2 separate regions of the Sus scrofa genome follow, and region 2 is linked to region 1. A link is a contact called in public HiChIP or PLAC-seq data. All regions are on one chromosome and are shown on one strand. The core of a region is the stretch at or near the end of the contact, and the rest is flanking DNA. Distances in the headings are between cores, read along the strand shown.

What was found. HiChIP or PLAC-seq counts read pairs in DNA pulled down with a chosen protein or histone mark.
Region 2: a contact with region 1 is called in an H3K27ac HiChIP or PLAC-seq map of skeletal muscle. The contact joins two enhancer-like sites. A contact is called at or near these places in 1 of 47 Hi-C or Micro-C datasets (embryonic fibroblasts) and 1 of 2 datasets of contacts at active chromatin or transcription factors (skeletal muscle).

The regions. Positions count from the first base shown.
Region 1 is chr12:54,077,291-54,080,393 of Sscrofa11.1, forward strand. No RefSeq gene overlaps it. Among named protein-coding and RNA genes, the nearest start is that of NTN1, 11 kb to the right of the region's middle. Within about 2 kb of position 1,666, at least 4 of the 83 cell types and tissues checked have an H3K27ac peak or open chromatin away from gene starts, as enhancers often do. A contact at or near this core is called in skeletal muscle, where this site is marked.
Region 2 is chr12:54,289,352-54,292,454 of Sscrofa11.1, forward strand. It overlaps NTN1 (netrin-1), which reads left to right. Exons shown (of 8, transcript NM_001044548.1): 8 at 2,747-2,840. The coding sequence ends at 2,754. Among named protein-coding and RNA genes, the nearest start is that of TRNAE-UUC, 130 kb to the left of the region's middle. Within about 2 kb of position 1,435, at least 16 of the 83 cell types and tissues checked have an H3K27ac peak or open chromatin away from gene starts, as enhancers often do. A contact at or near this core is called in skeletal muscle, where this site is marked.

The DNA.
Region 1 (3,103 bases), core at 416-2,915:
GCTCATGATCAGAGAGAAGCTCGTGACAGGCTCCTGGGACATGGGGACCATATTTTACGTCTTGGCAGTGGTCACACATTTTATAATTATTTATTAAACTGTGCACGTATGCTGTATGCCCTTTCCTGATCTGTGCTGCATTCCACAATAAAAAAAGGTTGTTAATGGTCTTTAAAGGCAGACATCTTTTGGAGTTCCCGTCGTGGCGCAGTGATTAATGAATCTGACTAGGAACCATGAGGTTGAGGGTTCGGTCCCTGCCCTCACTCAGTGGGTTAAGGATCTGGCGTTGCCGAGAGCTGTGGTGTAGATCACAGACGCGGCTCGGATCCTGAGTTGCTGTGGCTCTGGTGTAGGCCAGTGGCTACAGCTCCGATTAGACCCAGAAGCGGCCCAAGAAAATGGCAAAAAGACCAAAAAAAAAAAAAAAAAGTAGACGTCTTTCGTCTTTCTATCTCCAAACGTGGCGGTTTATACCCTTCAATCTGGAAGCCTTCTTCTCTCCATAAGGCAAGTCTGCCTAGTTCTGTGAGACTCACTCTGGCTCCTAGTTTGTCATGGGTTTGTCTAACAAGTCAACGTCATTGTCAGTGTTGGCTGGCACCCCCGCCATGCACTAACATCAGCAGGATTTGGAGAGTCCGATGTTGACGTCTGGACTCAGGCCGCTGTGTCAGAGGGGCGTCAGTCTAAGGCAGAGCACGGGGGGTGTACCTCTCGTCCCCACTTCCCACCTCCGACCCCCTCTCTCCTCGATCCTGGCTGTTCTGAATCCTGTCCTTACACCGCGGTCCGCAGCCCCTCCCTCGGCCGCAGGAGAGGATCTGATTAAACCAGCTCCTTCTAAAGCCAGGGTCCTTAACCATTTTTATGGCATGGGCCCCTTTGGCAGTCCAGCAAAGCCTATGGACTCTATTTCAGAAGACCGTTTTAACTTCAAAAAATAAAACACATAGGACCCAAAAGAAAACAACGGTTTTGTATTACAGCTTTAACATAAATAAAAATAAATTGGAAAGCTGGTAACATATGTGCTTCTTTGTTAATGTGCTAAATAACATGCTCCCAGGCAGAGCTAATAGCTGGCATAATTTCTAGTCAGTGATAAACGTAACTGATACTTCTATTATCAGCAACAACTATAGTGTGATCTAAAAATGCCAGTTAATGTACTGCTGATAAAGTCACAGGTTCTGTTTGTTGGCACCTCTGTGGTTGGGCACATATGTCTGTGATTAAAAGAAACACTCTGAGTTCCCGCTGTGGTGCAATGGGATCTGCATCTCTGTAGCGGCAGGACGCAGGTTCGGTCCCCTTCCCGGCACAGTGGGTTAAAGGATCCGGCATTGCTGCAGGTGCAGCATAGATCGAACCTTGACTCAGATCTGATCACTGGCCGGGGAACTCCATATGCCATGGGGCAACCAAAAAAGAAGACAAAAAGAAAATAAATGCCCAGTTTCCACTGAAAGTGAGTAAAAATGAAGACGTCTATTTTTCTCCTCTGAACGGAACAATCCAGGTGAAGAACTCTGGGATGTGACTGGAGACTTCCTCCCACTAGGGGGCGCTGGTATTTTAGAAAGAGGCGAACAGGCCTCCAGTTGAGGGCGGGCGAGCTACCCAGGACGAAATGTCCTGCCCTTTTCTCTGGCAGGGCAGGGATCTCACAGGCTGAGACCATCACCAGCCCGCCTTCCACCCACCCTTCCACCACCTCCGAACCCTCACAGGCACACTCCGATGACAGTGGAGGTAGAACTCTTGGCGTAATTGTCTGCAACATACACAGAGGTTTCCTGGGCACAAACCACCTGCCAACCAGCACTCAGAAGGGTTTGCCAACCCAGTGGGTGCCATTCAAGGCTGTCCAGGTCCAGGTTCTTGGCTGTAACGAGAGTTCTGACGCCAGGCCAGCAGGGCCGGAAAGAGCCCATAGGAAGATCACAGGCTCTGGTTCCAGTGCCAGCTGCTCTGGCTCTGCCATCCTTCCTTCTGTGGCTGGTGGGAAGCCAGGCCTCACAGGGGCAGCGTCTGATGAAATCTAAGGAGGGCCAGTGGCCTTCCAAGTGCTTTCTGTGTAACATGTCATTTAATCCATGTAATGACCTTGAAAAGTCAGTGCTGTTAATTATCTCCATTTTGGAGATGAGGAAATAGAGGCCCAGGGCCGCAATAACTTGCCTAAATTTACATGGTAAGTATGCGGTGGGGCCAGGGTTTCTAAAGCAGGTTGTCTGGGGCCTGCCCCTTCACTACTCACTGCCTCTCAAATGATTTCAAAGCTGATAAAGGCCATATAAAGACGTTCCCCCCAAAAACAAAAACTTGGGGGTTCCTCACCCCTAGATCTGCCTTATAAGAAATGCTAAAAAGAATTCTTGGAGTTCCCCTTGTGGCTCAGCGGTAACAAATCCAACTAATACCCATGAGGATGCAGGTTCAATCCCTGGCCCTGCTCCGTGGGTGAAGGATCCGGTGTTGCCGTGAGCTGTGGTGTAGGTCGCAGATGCGTCTGGGATCTGGCGTGGCTGTGGCTGTGGCGTAGGCTGGCGGCTACAGCTCTGATTTGACTCCTGGCCTGGGAACTTCCATATGCCGTGGGTATGACTCTAAAAAGAAAAAAAAAAAAAACCAATTCTTTAAGATGAAACAAAAGGACACTAATTGGTAACATGAGAAGATGTGAAAATATATAACACACTGGTAAAAGAAAGTATATAGTCAGATTTAGGACCCTCTAATACTGTAGTACAGAGGTGTATTAACCACTTAACTCTAGTATAAGGGCTAAAAGTATTTACAATAGCTATAGTTACCATAATTTGTTGATGAATATGCAATATTACAAGATTTAAACTGTGACAGCAAAAACATATAAAAGGAGGGAGTGAAAGGTAGACTTTTTGTATGCCCTCGAAGGTAAGTTGTTACTACCTTAAAACAGACTGTTATCTCTGTAAGATGTTTCAAGAAAGCCTCGAGGTAACCACAAGACCAAATCCTATTGTAGATACATGCAAGATGAGGAGAAAGGAATCAAAGTGAACTGCTACAGAAAATCCTCTGTTCTAAAGGAAGACTGCAAGAGAGGAAGAAGAGC
Region 2 (3,103 bases), core at 185-2,684, 210 kb after region 1:
CCAGGGACACCCCCGAGAGGCCCGAGCCGGGTGGTCGTGGTCGGCCACCGCGCCTGCTGGCGCTTTGGGTTGGAGGCAGCACTGCAAATGCAAACCCTCCGTTTCCTTTTTGGAAAGTTGGAAGCAGACCCTTTATGACATTTTCCAGGGGAGGGGGAAGGGGCGCTGGCTGGGTTTACGGCAGTGACACTGTTTGTGTAATGACATCAGCTCCCACAAGGCCCCTCAGCGGTGTCAACAGCTGGGGAGGGCCTGGAACATAGGCTAAGGCGCTCGGATGGCTGGGGGAAGTGGGGACCGCCGTGCCTTGAGGTGCCTGAGCACCTGCGGTGTGGGCTGGCAGGGGCAGGACCACTGGGTTTCTGGGTACCAAGGAAGCAGTTGCCACCTCCTGGAGCAGGGCCCGAGGCTGCTAGGCTGAGAAAGCCTGCTACAGCCCTTCCAGGCCGGGCTGCCTCCGCAGCTTTCCTGGTAAGGCCTAGGCTGCACCTGGCCACGCTCCTCGGCAGCTGCCTCCTTGGTGGACGCCTCCTCGCCCCCAAGGACAGCCAGGCATCCTTTCTAAAGCTTCCTAGAGATACTGTCCCCAAGCAGGCAGCCCTGGTCCACGGGGTCCGATGTCCTCACACAGGCTTATGCCCCTGCCCAGCCACCTGCCCGAGCCCGCTGCACTGCCCCGGGGCCCCCCAGACCTGCCCGCACACTGAAAGTCAAGGCCTGGCTCTTCTCAGAGAGGAAATTGGTTTTATCTTCCCTGCTGGAGTTTGGCAGCGCAAAAGGGTCGTAGCCCAGCAGGAAGCTTGGGCCCTCCTGGTCTGGGTTCCCTCTGCCTCCCTGCTTCGGCCCGTGTCGCAGCTGCCGTGTACTGGGCACCTGCTCTGTGCCAGGCACTTTACTCCTGCGACCTCATGTTATCTTCACACCAACCCTGTGAGACAGGGGTTCTCACCCCCACTGACATGGAGTAAAATGAAGCCCAAGGTCACTGGGCAGGAAAGTGGGAGAACTGGATTCAGACTGGAGCTGGGCTCTCGGACCACAGGCCTCGTTGCACGCAAGCTCTGCGGCCCCTACTCAGTTCTTCTCGGGCTGCAGGGGAATACTGCCAGGTGAGTCACCACTGAGGTTGGGCACAGTGTCATCTTCAGAGGTGGCAGCCAGGCTGGTGGGCAAGTCTCTGGAAGCCTGGCCTCAGCTAATCCTGAGGCTGTTTGGCTGCCTGGAGGTGTTTGGGGGCATTTCAGAGACGCCCCCAGAGACAGGGAGAAGACAGAACAGCCCTGGGAAGGCGTACTGGTCTCAGCGGGATCCAGGACCAAGGCTGAGAGCCAAGGCGCTTTTCCAAGCAGGCAGCAGCCCTCCAACGCCCCGTGTGGTGTGCGTGCGTTTTGTCGGCCCAGTCCTTGCGAGGCACTGCCCTGCTCAGACAGTCGTCCTGCTTCTGTTCACACCAGCCCGGCTGCTCTGCTCTGCCTGGAAGGGCTGTGGCAGCCCCGCCCCCTCCGGCCCTGGGCCGGAGTCTCCCCCCCACGTCCCCGAGGGGCTCGCACTGCTGGCGTCCCAGGCGCCCCTGCTCTGGAGCCAGCGGCCTGCCCAGCAGCAGGGCACTGTGCTTCCTGGTCAGCCAGGCTCCAGCCTCGCCCTCCTGCTCAGCACCCCAAGGACAAAGGGGCCTGGCCTCTGCGGACGGTCAAGGTGGCAGCTCGGCCAGGTTGGCATTTGTCCACACGGGCTGCCTTCCCCGCGTCACAGGCCCAGCCCGAACCCCGGCCACCTCTGAACCCAGCCCCGCAGGTGGCAGTGAGGACCCAGCCTCGGGAAGCGTCTCTTCCTCCCCCGCCCCCGCCCCGGGAGATGGAACCAGGAGGTGAGGTGTTGCGGTTTGTACAGTTAGGAGAGGGTGTGGAGTGGCGCTAGCGTTCGAAGAGTGTATTAACCAGACTTGTGATGTGTAGGTGCTTGAAGAAAAACATACCAGATTAGTCTTTAAAAGAAAAAGATTCCCAGTTGTCCTTGTCCTTACCTGCTGGGTGGTGCGGGGTCCCTGCTTTTCTGCCACACGGTGACGCTGAAGGTTGGGGTGGAGGTGAGGGGACAGATGGGGGGCTGCCCCCTGGACCTGCCTGCAGGCTGAGGCTTCTGTGCCGAGCGAGCGAGCGGCGCAGGGACAGCAGCCTCAGGTCCCACAGCTGCCAGGGAGGGAGGGAGGGAGCTCTGCGGCCCAAGCAGGGGAGGCCGGGAGCTGCCCACTGGGGCTCTGCCTCTGCAGTAGCCGCAGCAACAGGCACAGACCGCCTTGAGTTGCCCGGGCTGCGCCGCGATAGAAATCACGGAGACCCCGAGGGATCAGGAGCTGGTCCCTTTAGGTAACTGAAAAATATCAGGGTCTCCGTGTTCAAAGGCAGGCTGGAGCGTGGAGCAACCGCAGTGGGGTTACGGGGCCCAGACCCGGACCACAGCCCGGCCGCACCCTAGGGTACCCAAGCGTGTCCGCGCCCAGACCCCGCCAGCCCCACTCCCCTCCTGCTCCCCAGCGCCTCCCACCCTCCCCGACTCCCTCCTGCCTTTCGGAGTTCTGTTCACTCAGAATTGTAAATGTTTAGTTGTGACCATGACATATTGTTTGGGTCAATGTTCCTTTCCAATGCATACTAATATATTACAGTTATTATATATGAATATATTTAATGACATGAAAAAGTTGTGGATTTTTTTTAAGGTTTTTTTTTCTTTTTTTTTTGGTTAGAATTGTAATGGACCCAGATGGAACTTGTAACGTGGGCCCCACATGATAGAACTAAATTCCGATATCAATTAAATAAACTCTTGTACACTGTTCTCCATCTCCCGGTCTTTATTGGAGGCCTGAGTGCGGGTGGTCGGTGTGCAGAGGAAAGGATGGCAGTTTTCAGGCCATTTAAGGCGGGTGGCTTCTGGTCTGAGAACACACCAGTGTGACAGAGCCCAAAGACCCCTGCCAGACAGACAGGAGAGGGCAGCTTTCCTTGGAAGGCCCGAGGGGCTGGCTGGCTCCGAATGTGCTTGTGAGCTAGAGGCTCTCAAATGGGACAGCCCCAAAGAGGCCGTCCCTGGGATCCATCCC